Linked DNA regions of Mus musculus: all the other regions are linked to region 3. Evidence: chromatin contacts called from public Hi-C and Micro-C data. All regions are on one chromosome and are shown on one strand. Each heading gives the region's core, a stretch centred on a gene start, on an enhancer-like site or on the middle of the called end of the contact. The rest is flanking DNA. Distances are from core to core; before and after follow the strand shown. Region 1 has its middle 25 kb from the start of Frmd5. Region 2 overlaps Golm2 (golgi membrane protein 2). Region 3 overlaps Frmd5 (FERM domain containing 5).

Evidence for each region. A called contact is a pair of places that touch in the nucleus more often than the background predicts.
Region 1: a Hi-C map of the STO cell line shows a contact between it and region 3, with 5 times the contacts expected there. The contact joins two enhancer-like sites. A contact is called at or near these places in 7 of 39 promoter capture datasets (the 3T3-L1 cell line, the HPC-7 cell line, HPC-7-derived erythroid cells and 2 more), 9 of 15 datasets of contacts at CTCF or cohesin (the G1E-ER4 cell line, the NIH/3T3 cell line, embryonic stem cells and 4 more), 244 of 484 Hi-C or Micro-C datasets (the 3T3-L1 cell line, 3T3-L1-derived adipocytes, the AML12 cell line and 124 more), 31 of 115 datasets of contacts at active chromatin or transcription factors (the NIH/3T3 cell line, PVALB interneurons, SST interneurons and 18 more) and 5 of 9 other capture datasets (adipose tissue, embryonic stem cells, embryonic tail and 2 more).
Region 2: a contact with region 3 is called in a Micro-C map of muscle stem cells, with 5 times the contacts expected there. The contact joins two enhancer-like sites. A contact is called at or near these places in 1 of 15 datasets of contacts at CTCF or cohesin (the NIH/3T3 cell line), 20 of 484 Hi-C or Micro-C datasets (the HPC-7 cell line, cerebellar granule neurons, cerebellum and 12 more), 2 of 115 datasets of contacts at active chromatin or transcription factors (astrocytes and embryonic stem cells) and 1 of 9 other capture datasets (embryonic stem cells).

The regions. Positions count from the first base shown.
Region 1 is chr2:121,829,986-121,834,485 of GRCm38.p6, reverse strand. No RefSeq gene overlaps it. Among named protein-coding and RNA genes, the nearest start is that of Frmd5, 25 kb to the right of the region's middle. Within about 2 kb of position 2,200, at least 16 of the 459 cell types and tissues checked have an H3K27ac peak or open chromatin away from gene starts, as enhancers often do. A contact at or near this core is called in the STO cell line, granulosa cells and stem cell-derived motor neurons, where this site is marked.
Region 2 is chr2:121,913,448-121,917,781 of GRCm38.p6, reverse strand. All of the region lies in intron 8 of Golm2 (golgi membrane protein 2), which reads right to left. Among named protein-coding and RNA genes, the nearest start is that of Gm39916, 28 kb to the left of the region's middle. Within about 2 kb of position 1,346, at least 20 of the 459 cell types and tissues checked have an H3K27ac peak or open chromatin away from gene starts, as enhancers often do. A contact at or near this core is called in the NIH/3T3 cell line and muscle stem cells, where this site is marked.
Region 3 is chr2:121,573,171-121,577,667 of GRCm38.p6, reverse strand. It overlaps Frmd5 (FERM domain containing 5), which reads left to right. Exons shown (of 14, transcript NM_001360084.1): 5 at 1,249-1,346; 6 at 4,000-4,123. Among named protein-coding and RNA genes, the nearest start is that of Wdr76, 69 kb to the right of the region's middle. Within about 2 kb of position 1,562, at least 28 of the 459 cell types and tissues checked have an H3K27ac peak or open chromatin away from gene starts, as enhancers often do. A contact at or near this core is called in the NIH/3T3 cell line, the STO cell line, granulosa cells and 2 more, where this site is marked.

The DNA.
Region 1 (4,500 bases), core at 951-3,450, 260 kb before region 3:
GCTTAATTAACCAATCAGATTTATGTATCAATAATATTACAATTTACAAGATGCCAATACAATAATTTCAGAGCCAATTGATGATAGAAGCTTTATTCCAATTAATCTAACCGTACGATACCACAACTATTTGTGGCTGGTAAATGCCACATGGGTTCACATCCCCAGCCATCATCTTCCTCCTCCTCCTCCACCTTCTATCCTGAGATGCTCTCTCTCTCTCTCTCTCTCCCCTCTTCCCCCCTCCTCCTCCTCTTCTTTCTCTCTCTCTCTTCCCTCTCCCCCTCCTCTCCTCCTCCTCCTCCTCCTTCTTCTTTTCTCTCTCTCTCTCTCTCTCTCTCTCTCTCTCTCTCTCTCTCTCTCTCTCTCTCTCTCTCTCTCTCTCTCTCTCTCTCCCCAACTCTTAGCCCCGCCTCCCTTTTCCCTGTCCAATCACAGACCCCATTCTGCACTAATGTAATTGGACAGGGAAAATCCTGCAGCAAGTAATAACTTGAGAATATGGGGGGTGGTGGATTAGGCACATGGAGGTTAGGAAGTAGCCCAGTCATTGAGCTGTTTAAGGCATATAAAAATATAAGCCCGGCGGTGGTGGCGCACACCTTTAATCCCAGCACTTGGGAGGCAGAGGCAGGCGGATTTCTGACTTCAAGACCAGCCTGGTCTACAGAGTGAGATCCAGGACAGCCAGGGGCTACACAGAGAAACCCTGTCTCAAAAAAACAAAAACAAAAACAAAACAAAAACAAAAAACCAAACCAAAACAAAAATATATATGTATATGTATATAGGCTCTGTATATGTGTCTTTCATTCTGGAACCCAGAACATTGGAGTGGTTAGCAAGAAAAGCCCTCCAGGATCAATTTGAGTAGATTTAATTGGATATTGCTACAGTGTAGATCTTTAACATTTTTGAAAATTGGGTTTATTTAGTTTTTAATTTTATGTGTTTGTTGCCTGTTGTCTGGACCATGTGTGTGCCTGATGCCACCACAGATGTCAGAGAGGCTATTCATCTCCTGGAACTGGACTTATATCTGAGAGCCACCATGTGCTGAGAATCGACATGGGCTTCTGGGAAAGTAATAAGGGCCCTTAATCACTAATCCATTTCCCCAACTTTTGTGCAGGCAAGAACAGCCACTGTGAGTTCATGACTGCATCTGTCCTGTTGTGTCCGGAGGACACCACTATGCTCTGCAACCCTGCCTCACTTCACTGACTAAAGCTCCCCATTTACTTTCTGTTGTGTGGTTATCTATATAAGAGATGAATGAGAGTTCCTATAGCCGATAAAGGTTTGGTAAATTCAATAGAAAGATAATAGAGGAAGAATTACCATTTAAGTATCATCATAGCCCACATTTTACCTACAAGAAAACAAATTTGAATTATGAAAATTATTCAGCTAGTTCCTGGTAGAGAGCCATGACAAATGTTAATATAATCAGATGTCTTAAATACCTTGAGTGTGTGGGGGGTGTTCTCTTTCAGATTTAATTTATTAGTGGAATAAACTTATTTAAAATGAGATCCACTCTTAAAAGTTACAGAAAGTCAAACCACACAAGTTACATGATAAGTAAATTTCAGGGCCCTACTGCAATCCTTACTCCTTGAAGTTCTTTTTTTTTTTTTTTTTTTAGCCATTTTTTGTTAGTCATTGTTAGCCATGACCTCCTCAAAGAACTTAACTCCTGTCTTCCACAAGATGGCAGCATTGCTCATTCCTCGGCAACCTCTCCCCAAGGCCCTCGCTGTCCTTGATTGTTGGGGTCACAGATGAAGATTTAAGCTGTCATCCTGGCGTCACAATCAGTTCCTGGTATTGAAATGCCAGGCCAAAGCCAGACGCCTAACTCATGAAGGGAAACAGGACCGCAGAGCTGTGTCTATGGAGAGAGACTTTAGGAAACAGGTCAAGGACAGAGTCATGGAAGCAGTGGGATGAGCAACCCTGAGACCCATCCATCACCTGTCTCCCTGGAAGTCCTGAAAGACCTGAGGCCTGGCTTTGTGAAAATGTGTATCCGTCTGTCACATAGTCACAACAAACTGGTCCCCTGCTAAAGAATGTCTGCTTTCTCTCTCCTCCTTTTTCCTTTTCTTTTTCCCCTCTTCCTTTCATTTCCTTCCCCCCTCCTCCCTTTCTTCCTATAGGATCTTGTTTGATTGATTGTGGTCCTGGACCTGACCTGGTGCATGCTCAGCACGTGTTCTACCACTGGTGTGGTAGATGCAGGGCAGGCAGCAAAGGCCTTCCCTTTCCATATTGTCCTTTCCTGGAGGAGCTGTGAGACCATGATTGGATCTCCCACATATGTCCATGTCCATGCATATATGTGTGTGTGTGTGTGTGTGTGTGTGTGGTGTGTCTAAGTCATCTTCCTAGTTCCTCAACACAGTTTTTGTAATAAATTAACACAAGAATCTAAAAAAATCATATTGAATATTTTGAGTCATATCAATTTATGCTAAAATACTTATTTTTCTTTAAATTTATTCTATGTCTTAAAGTTCCTTTCCTGACTTATTTCTTTAAACAAAACAAAAATTCTGGGCTGGAGAGATAGATGGCTTAGTGGTTAAGAGTGTATGCTTCTCTTGCAACAAACTGGAGTTTGGTTCCCAGCACACACATCAGAAAATTCCAGCTTCAGAGGACCCAACTCTGTCTTCTAGCTTCCAAAGTCACCTGCACACACACAACACGTCTGTATAAGTGTACACTCATGCACATGAGTGCAGGTTTTCTCAGAAGCCAGTTGGAGCCTCAGTAGGAGGAAGTTGTGAATCAGCTGATATAGGTATCAGAATATGAACTCAGGACCTCTGCAGAGCAATACTGCTCTTAGCCACTGATATTATGTCTCTTAAAATCACAGTGCACACACGTGAGAAGATTGCCGATTCTTTAGACTGTTCACTAATGACTAGAACAGTTGCTCTCAACCTGTGGGTCACAACCCTTTCGGAGGTGAAATGACCCTTCACAGGGGTTGCCTAAGACCGTAGGAAAAAACAGATATTTATGTTATGATTCATAACAGTAGAAAGATTACAGTTATGAATAGCAATGAAAATAATTTTAGGGTTGGGGGGCCACCACACCACGAGGAACTATTTTGGAAAACCCTGTTACTACTAAGGTCATAGTGGACCATGACTGTGCAGTTCCCTGGGCTAGGTGCAAAATGGAGGACTTCTTTTTTGTTTTAAGATTTAGTTATTTATTTTATATGACTACACTGTAGCTCTCTTCAGACACACCAGAAGAGGGCATCAGATCCCATTACAGATGGTTATGAGCCACATGTGGCTGCTGGGAACTGAACTCAGGACCTCTGGAAGAGCAGTCAGTGCTCTTAACCACTGAGCCATCTCTCCAGCCCAGGGGTCTTCTTTTTCTAGTAGGGCTCCCTCTTCTCCATCTGACCTTATCTGGGGAGCCCAACCCCCACATCTTCTACTTGAGGAGTGCCAAGTAGTCCTTGGCAAAATTGCAGGTTCAACTCCCTTTCTCCCAATAAGAACCTGCCTGGCAAGCACCTGGGGTGCCTCTCCATGCAAATAAGGCATTCCCAGTACCTTAAGCCTCAGTCAGTGTATGTTCACCAAAAATCCCTTCCCACTCTCCAAGGTTCATATAGTCCTTGTTCACCCCAAGTAAAATACATGCACATGAATGTTGTCTGAGAGAGTTGTAACACTGAAATCCTCAGAGAATGCTCGCCATTCTGCACAGGTGGACCAAGATCCTGCCCATTCATTCATCCACCCCCCTACCCCCACCCCCGCTCGGCTTCATCCTTTCCTTCCCATTGTGCAGCAGCAGCGCCTGGACACCCTGAGGGAGGAAGCCCAGGGCAGAACCACAGAACTGTAGTAAAAGGCCAGAGTATTAGAAAGGTTGAAAATCACTGGTCTAGAAACTGATACCCATCTTATTAAGCTCTGCTTGTATCATGTGACTTGTTTTGTTCCTTGAAAGGTAGGTGGCACCTCTGGAGGGCCTTGAGGCAGAAGCTGGAGAGGAAGGGTCCTCTCTTGTGGGTTGTTTGTTTTTTGAGTCAGTGTTTGGCTATCCAGTCCAAGCTTGCCCCTGCCATTTCCCTGGCCCCCACTCCCTCCCCTCTGTTCTTTCCGTCTAGGTAATGACCCAGCTGTCTAGAAGATGACTCAGAATAACTCTGCTGATCAGTGCAGATGCTGTGCAGGTGAAATGTAAACTTCTGTGTTCTAAACTGCTGATGTGGGGGTTGTCAGTGCAGTTCAAGCAGACATTCATTGTAAGTGGGCTTGCTAGAACTCCCGTGGGGAAAAATTGCTCCAGAGAGGGTGAAAGCCATATCTTTATATATGTGTAAAACACAGTTATTTGTACCCTACATAACCAGATACACATCTGCATTCAACTCTTGGGGTGGGGAGAGGAAGGACCAAAGTCTAAACAGGCTCCTTTATGGGATAATAGTGAAATAGAGATCAGCATTGATCT
Region 2 (4,334 bases), core at 97-2,596, 340 kb before region 3:
CATAACAGTCTGATCTTGACATTAAGGACAGACATGCATACTACAGAACATAATTCATAATCCAGAATTAAACCTATACATTAGCGGTCAATTGATTTTTGGTAAGAATGCTAAGAACATTCAATGGAGTCTCTCCCCCCACCCCCTTTTGTGATGCTAGGGTTTGAAACTGGAGGGATAGTAAGAAAGCAGCCCATAGAAATCAGAAAAATGCTATATGGTGGTAGCCCATGCCTTTAATCCCAGCACTCAGAAGGCAGACAAAAGTGAATCTCTGAGTTCAAGGCCAGCCTGATCTGCAGAATAAGTTCCAGCAGGACAGTGAGGACTATATAAAGAAACCCTGTCTCAAAACACACAGACACAGAGACACACACATACACAGTGGCTCTTGCATCCAATAAACACAGAAAAATAATAGATATAGTATCCCCAATATAAAAACTCTTACAACAACAAATCCAATTTTAAAACTGGGCTAAGGACTTTTTAAATGGACATTTCTCCCAGAGTATATCCAAATAGAACACCAAAAGGAGCTTAGTCTTTAGAGACACAAATCAAAACCAAAAGGACTGAAGAAGCCTAGGATGCCAGTGCAAGGCCTGGGTCTGACCCCCAGGACTGAAAAACACAGAGAATGAGAAATGAAATACCCCATTACATCCAGTAGGTTGGCAGCACAAAGGGATAAAGCCAGTGGATGGAAAAAAGTAAGCATTGCAGGCAGGGCGGAGAAGCTGCAACATTAAAAAACAAACAAACAAACAAACAAACAAAACAAAACAAAACAAGACAGGAACTCAATGTAGCCGAGGCTGGCCTCAAACTCACTATGGAAGCTGAGATTACAAATATGTCTGTTTTTATGTAGTGCTGGTACTCAAAGACAGGACAGGGATTCCTGCATGCTAGGCAAGCATTCTACCAACTGAGTCATATCCCCTGCCTTGGAACTCTTCCATATTTTGGGAAGGAATGTATTAATAAAATGGTGCAGCTGTTATGGAAAACAGCCTGGCAGTTCCTCAAAAAGCTAAACATAGAATTATTATGTGACTCAGCAATTCCACATCTAGGTACATATTCAAAAAGCTTTAGACAGGTGTTAGCAAGAAATCTGTGCATGAATCTTCATGGCAGTACTCCTTAAAATACTCAAAAAGGAGAAGTCAAGTGCCCACCAATAGTTGAATAAACAAATGCATCCATACACTGATTATAAAGGAATAAAACAGTAATACACAAAAAACAAACAAACAAAAAAACCAAACCAGTAATACACTCTATACCACTCTCAGAGCTAAAGCCTTTAAGACGCCTGGAACTACAGGGCAGCTTGAACCTTGCACCCTCCTGCCTTTACCCTCAGATGCTGAGCTCATCGGAGTGTACAACCACATTTGGTCTAAGGCCACATATTTTATGAAACAACTGGAAGAGCAGACTGATGGTTGCCAGGGCTCTAAGAAGAGAACAGAGAAATGACAATTTAATGGGTTCCGGGTTCTTCCAGGGGATGAGACTTCAACTCCCAGCACCCACGTGGGCTCACAACTGTCTGTAACTCTAGTTTCAGGGAACCCAGAGTCCACTTCTTATCTTCTGTGGGGACCTGCACATGCTTCATTCCCAAAATACACATAAATTTAAAAATTTAAAGAAAATACAAAAATAAATAAATAAAGCCCTCTACCAGGAAAGACACTAGAGTAGGATAAACATTTTAAAAGTCATTTATTAAAGACTAATATCTGAACTTTTCTAAAAGATCTAAGTATATACAAACAATTTATAAAAATTTCAGGGTTAGCCAGGCGGTGGCGGTGGCGTACGTATGCCTTTGATCCCAGCACTTGGGAGGCAGAGGCAGGCGGATTTCTGAGTTCAAGGCCAGCCTGGTCTACAAAGTGAGTTTCAGGACAGCCAGGGCTATACAGAGAAACCCTGTCTCGAAAAACTAAAAAAAAAAAACCTAAAAAAACAAACAAACAAACAAAAACTTAAAAAAAAATTCAGGGTAATTTATTTAAAAAACCAATATACAGATTACATACCAGGAAATCATTAAAATAAAATTCCTCATATAAAACAATATAAGTGGTTAGGCTAAAGAGGAGGATCTCTTGAGCCCAGTGAACTGAACTCCTGTTCAGGTCAGCCTGGGCAACATAGTGAGATCTTGCCTCACAAACAATAAAATACTATTTTTAAAAACCAAGGCTATCAGCAAGGCTAGCTCTGAACCCAGGACCCTGTACATGTTAGAAGTGTACTACCACTGAGCTTCACATCCACAGCGACTAATATACCCCGAAGGAACTCTTATATCCTAAATATCCTATAAGAGATTAAAAATGAATGCGGGCAGATCGCAGGGCAGTGGCCCTGAGAGCTACTCTAAGGATGCATGAGCTGCAAGGCTGATTGAGCATTTGACTCAGTAACTTCTTTGATCTACACTTGAATTTAAAGTAGAAGGAATAAATAATCTGGAAAAAAGCATGACAATTAAAAGGAGAAAAATGAAATGATCTAAATAGTAAGAGTAAAAAGCACAATGGAATATAGATATTAAAAATATGTGAGCTGGGCAGATGGCTCAGTGGGTAAATGTATGCTCAAATATGAAGGCCCAAGCTCAAAACCAGGATTCCTGTAACTGCCAGACCCTAGACTATATTCCTATGGGTAGATGGGAGGCAGAGACAGGAACAGCTGGCCTGGCGAACACTGTAGAGAACAACCAATGAGCACCTGTCCTTACCAAGGCAAAGGCAAGAGCCACAGTGAAAGTGAGGCTGTCCTGAAGCTGTCCTCTGACCATGTAAGCACTGTGGCACAGGGCCCACACTCACACACAGATGCACACATACAAACAATGTATGTATTTTGTGTGCATGTGTGTGTATTTTAACGACAAATACAAAATTATTGGAGAGATGGCTCAGCCTTACAATGGTCACTTTTCCAGAGGACCTGGGTTCAATTCCTAGTACCAACATGGTGGTTCACAACTGCCTATAACTCCTATTCCATGAATCTGACACCCTCTTCTGGTTTCCACAAACACCAGGCACATAGGTAGTACAAAGACATACATGCAGACAAAACACCCATACACATAAAATAAAATTAAAAATAAAATCAAAAGGTATATAAGAGAGCTGGTGTAGTAGTATATGCCTGTAACATCAACGCTTAAGAAGCTGAGTGGGCGAAGACCACAAGTTCTAGGTGATCCTGGGCTATAGAGCAAGATCTTGCTCCCATCAGCCTACAAAGGGCATCTAACAAATAATGTCAATTGAAATGAATTTAAAAACAGTACTTTGGGGGCTGGAGAGACATTCAGTGGTTTAGAGCACTTGCTATTCTTGCAGAGAACAAGATTCAGCTCTCAGTACCCAAATAGTGACTCATGACTGCCTGTAACTCCAGTTCTAGGAGGCCCAACACTGTCTCCTGGCTTCCAAAGGTACTGCATGTACACGGTACATATACATATATGTAGGCAAAATACATACAAAAGCATACATGCACCGATGTTTCAGTTCTTTATGTTCACTAATGATAATACATGGAACATAATTTAAGGCTCAGAAGGGGTCCTTCCAAAATAACTTATAGAGAGTAATTTCCCAGCATTATTTACAGACATTCTGTACCAACAAATTAATCTATGTATACTAAAATATAAATCAACACTAGCAAAAAATTCTGTAAAATCAATGCTATGAGAATCTAGGTGACAAACTAAGAGCTTTATTATAATTTTAAACTGCTTTTTAAACATTTGTTTGTGTGTACACATGTGCCTGAGTGCATGTGTGATGTTGCACATGCATGTGGAGGGCAAAGGAAAGTTTGCAAAAGCCATTTGTCTCTTTTTCTTCCACTCTGTTGGTCCTGGGGATCGAACTTGGAACATCACTGTCAGCAAGTGCCTTGCCTCGCTGAGCCATCCTACCAGCCCTATATTAATATTTTTTTCCTTTTTCTTTCCTGTTTTATTTTTTTAAAGAATTGCATATACCCCAAACACAACATGTACCAAGGATGACCTTGAACTCATACTCCTGCTTCTACCTCCTAAAGGCTGGGATTACAAGTGTGCACTATCCCTTCAATCCAGGGCTTCATTCATGGTAGGCAAACACTCTATCAACTGAGATGCATCCTCAGGACACCCCCCCCCCCACTTTTTTGTGTGAGACAAGGTTTCACTATACAGTCCAGGCTGGTCTTGAACTCACTAACCCTGGTTGGCTTCAAATTTGTGATCCCCCTGTCTCAGACTTCAAAGTGCCAAGGACTATAGGTGTGAGCCACTA
Region 3 (4,497 bases), core at 313-2,812:
GTTCAATTCCCAGCAACCACATGGTGGCTCATAACCATCTGTAATGAGATCTGACACCTTCTTCTGGTGTGTCTGAAGACAGCTACAGTATACTTGGATATATAAAATAAATAAATCTTAAAAACAAAACAAAACAAAGAAGTAAATGAGACATTAGATGTGAGTCATGCAGCATCTGCCCTTCCAGAGAGGAACTGGGGTAGGGACAGGCTCCTCTTCCTGATACCCTGCCTCTACCTCACGTGTACATTCCGTGCTTAAGGAGATGTTAGCCACAGCTCCTGCTTTTATGCCCTTACATGTGTACCACTCCTCACAGTTTTAATTAATTGCTTTATCTTTTTTTTAAAGATTTATTTATTGATTATATGTAAGTACACAGTAGCTGTCTTCACACACTCCAGAAGAGGGCATCAGATTTCGTTACAGATGGTTGTGAGCCACCATGTGGTTGCTGGGATTTGAACTCGGGACCTTCGGAAGAGCAGTCAGTGCTCTTAACCACTGAGCCATCTCGCCAGCCCTAATTGCTTTATCTTAAAGTGTGTGTGTGTGTGTGTGTGTGTGTGTGTGTGTGTGTGTGTGTGTGTGTGTGTGTGTGTGTCTAGATAAGGGCGCCACGATGTCAGATACTCTGGAACTGGAGTTATCAACAGGTTGAAAGCTACCCAACAGGGTTGCTGGGAACCAAGTGTCATAAGCCGTAGATGTTCTTAACCGCCAAGCCATCTCAGCAGCCCCTCACATCTCACTTTTTATTTGCATTTGGAGAGATCTGATTGACCTCTGTCAATAATCTGCAGGGGGACATCTACCGAAAACCCCGCCTGATCTCTTCCTTCACCCAGTATTCCACTCTAGAGGCCGAGACAGGCCCATTTCCCCATCTCTGACAGCACAGTTTTTTTCTGGTTGTAACAGACCACCAGGGGCTGGCTCCCTCCAGATCCCAGCACTGTGGAGGCAGTGTGGAATGGGGGCTTGGGGAATGTTTATTCCAGGAAGTGATATGTCTATGTTGAGCCATACAAGTAAGTTTTTGATCTGAACCTTAAACAATTAACAGTGCAGAGCAAAGTATCCGAGAGCCTGGGAGGAAATGGAAAATGTATTTGTTTTGTGGTATGAAAAAAAATTTAATGTAGGAAAAATTTCCCGACAAGGATTTTGATAGGCTTATACTACATATTTGTGTCTTTAAAGCAACGAAAGCAATCCTTTCTAGTTCGTTCTCTGTTGTCTCCGCAGGTACTTAGTCTTCCTTCAGATCAAAAGGGATCTCTACCACGGCCGTCTTCTCTGTAAAACATCGGATGCCGCCTTGTTAGCGGCCTATATCCTTCAAGGTAATGACTTTGGACAGAATACATTTGCTTTTCATGCTAAGTCCTGATTACATTATTCCATTTACCACAGATGACGACTTCTTAGATCAAAACAGCTTCTAACTTGAAGCAGTGTTTGAGTTAAAGGATTTTGCCTGCGCCATCCAGAGCCAAAAGCCCAGTGCCCTGCCGCAGCCAAGGCCTCGTGGCTAGCCCCTGAGTCATCTGGACCTTTGCAGGCTTGCGCTGTACCCTGCATGCTAATGTTTCTGGGATGCCGGGAAGTAATCAGGAATCACCTGCTCCCACCCCCACCCCCTCACCCCCCACACACAACTCACCGAAGTCTGAGGCATGATGGGAACTCTCTGCTGAGAGTGTTCAATGTTTCAAGTGTTCTCAAGTGAGAAGCTATTTCTCAAAGCTGACAAGAAAGAGCTGAGCCTCTGGCTGCTGGTTTCCAGACCAGCTGTGGTAATGTGTCAAGAAAGTGTGGGGCATCCGCCAGGCCCTTCTCTCACAAAACGCTGAGAGCACTCAAGAGCCACCTCAGAATTTTCTTAGTCCTCCTGCCTAAAACTGTCATTAACCACAGGATTGTTTTGGACATAAGACCATGAAGTTTCCATTAAAAAAAAACCGTGAACCCCTGATTATGAGTCAGGGAACTCTCAGAAGCAACTAATGGAGAATTTGCAAAGAGCTTGCTGGCAGGAGAAGTGTCAGACCTGTGCTAAGATGGGAAAGTGAACCCCTCGAGGGCACTGACTCTGAGGGGGGCCATTCCTGTACCAGTCAAATGGGGAGTGCAGAAAGAGCTCGTGCATCATGAGGCACCCAGAGAGTCCCCCTTTCTTTTTGAAAGGAAGCCTGGCCTGTTCTGGTTGCCATGTTAAACTTTTTTAACAAAGTCATTTCCTTGGGTCCACCCTGATAATTATATTGAATTTTTTTTTTTCAAAAAAAGTATTGGTGGCCAACATCAACATTTTCCCCTTGAAGCTTTTCAAATAAAATCAAAGTAAATGACCTCAAGGTTCGAGGTCACTCTTCCCTGAAGGAAAGCTATTTCTTTTGTTAAATAAGAGAAATATCCAAAGGATTTGGAATTTGGCTGTGTTTTTGGTTCTTGGTTTTTGTTTTGTTTTTTTGCTTTTGAATTATAACCTCACAATGTTGTCCAGGCTAGATTTGAATTTCTGGGCTCAAGTGATTGATTCTCCTGCCTCAGACTTCCCAGTACTCGGGACTACAGACATCTACCACTGCCATACCTAGCCCTTGGATAACTTGGAAGGTACCATAATTGCAGAGGAAAGCACTGAGTCCAGCTGCGACATGTCCTGGACTGGTCCTGGAACGGCCCCCTCAGAGTCAGAGCCCCTTCAGAATCGGAGCCCCCCAGAGCCAGAGCCCCCTCAGAGCCAGAGCCCCTCAGAGCCAGAGCCCCCTCAGAGTCGAAGCCCTCTCAGAGCCGGAGCCCCCTCAGAGCCGGAGCCCCTCAGAGTCGGAGCCCCCTCAGAGCCCCTCAGAGCCAGAGCCCCCTCAGAACCAGAGCTCCTCAGAGCCAGAGCCCCTCAGAGCCAGAGCCCTCTCAGAGCCGGAGCCTCCTCAGAGCCGGAGTCCCCTCAGAGCCGGAGCCCCCTCAGAGCCGGAGCCCCCTCAGAGCCGGAGCCCCTCAGAGTCGGAGCCCCCTCAGAGCCCCTCAGAGCCAGAGCCCCCTCAGAACCAGAGCTCCTCAGAACCAGAGCCCCTCAGAGCCAGAGCCCCCTCAGAGCCGGAGCCCCTCTTAGCACAGGTCTGACATTCCTCCTGCCAGCAATCTCTTGGCAAGTTCCCCATTAGTTGCTTCTGAGAGTTCCCCGACTGTGCCTTGCCGTCCTCCCAGTATTCGGCCTGCCTCAGCTAAAGTGTACTTGGCTCTCCAAGAGAAGGAGAGGGACAGCCAGGAAGCTGTTGGAGACTCCTCTTTCCTTTTCTGAGCTACATTTGGGTGGGGCACCTTATGTGGCAAAAGCTGGTTTCTGAGTGGGTGAACAAGAGACGGTATTTGCATGAGCTCCCAGAGACCCCACTGCCGGAGACATGAACTTCCTGGGTGTGGCACTGAGCACAGCACTGGGAAATCAGCCTTAGAATGCAGTGCTGCAGTACTTGGTCCCTGGATTATAACCATTTCCATAGCGGCAGGCCTGCCTGATGAGCCCGCGGTGAACCCTAAATGTACTTAACCTATTCTGTGTGGACTGATGGTTAAATGCTGAACTTGGATGTAGTCTCAGTCAGCAACTTCTCTTGTGCCTACTAAACTCTTCAGGATGGGATCTGGGTATCTAAGCTGGCTCCCAGGGGTTCCTGTCATCTTGCCCAAGCCCACTGTGTGCTGCTGCCACGCAGAGCATAGCTCCCAAGCCTTCCTGAATGGCCGAGGAGCACACTACAGGTTTTCGCTCCTTTATTGCTGATTTACTTGTGGCCTCCGAGAACAGGGTCAGTTGTACTGTCTCTCTGCTTTGACTTAAATATCAGCCCAGAGTGTACAGCAGGAAAAGGAAGGCACTCGTCCCTCCCCATGCTCCTGCCTGCTTACCAGCCAAGGGTCAAGCTCAGGGTCTGCCTTGGCCTTTGAGCTGTGGGCTAATCTTGTTGTTTTCTCTTCCCTGCCTTTGAAAAGCGGAGATTGGGGATTATGACCCGGGAAAGCACCCTGAAGGCTACAGCTCCAAGTTCCAATTTTTCCCGAAACATTCAGAGAAACTGGAAAAGAAAATTGCTGAGATTCACAAGACCGAACTCAGGTACGTGACACTCGCTCGGGGCCCTGGCCACTGAGCACACAGCTCTGGGCCATGTCCTCTGCTCTCACACAGAGTGTTCACACAGAGTGGCACTCCCAGCAATGGTGATCCACTGTGAGCACAGCCTTCTCCTAGTGAGGCTAAACTCCTCACCAAGAGCAGTTTAGGCTAGGGCTTAAATATGACACTCCAGGCTACAGCCAAGTCATTTTGAATGTGCCCTGTCTTGTATCATCCGGGAAGCTAAGCATGCTCAGGCCTGGCTGTTGCCTGGATGGGAGATGGTAAATCCCTGACTTACGGCTAGGGCTTTGGCTTAGCGACTGTAGCTTCAGCACTCCCTGAGACTCCTGCACCAGAGGTGCAATGACTGT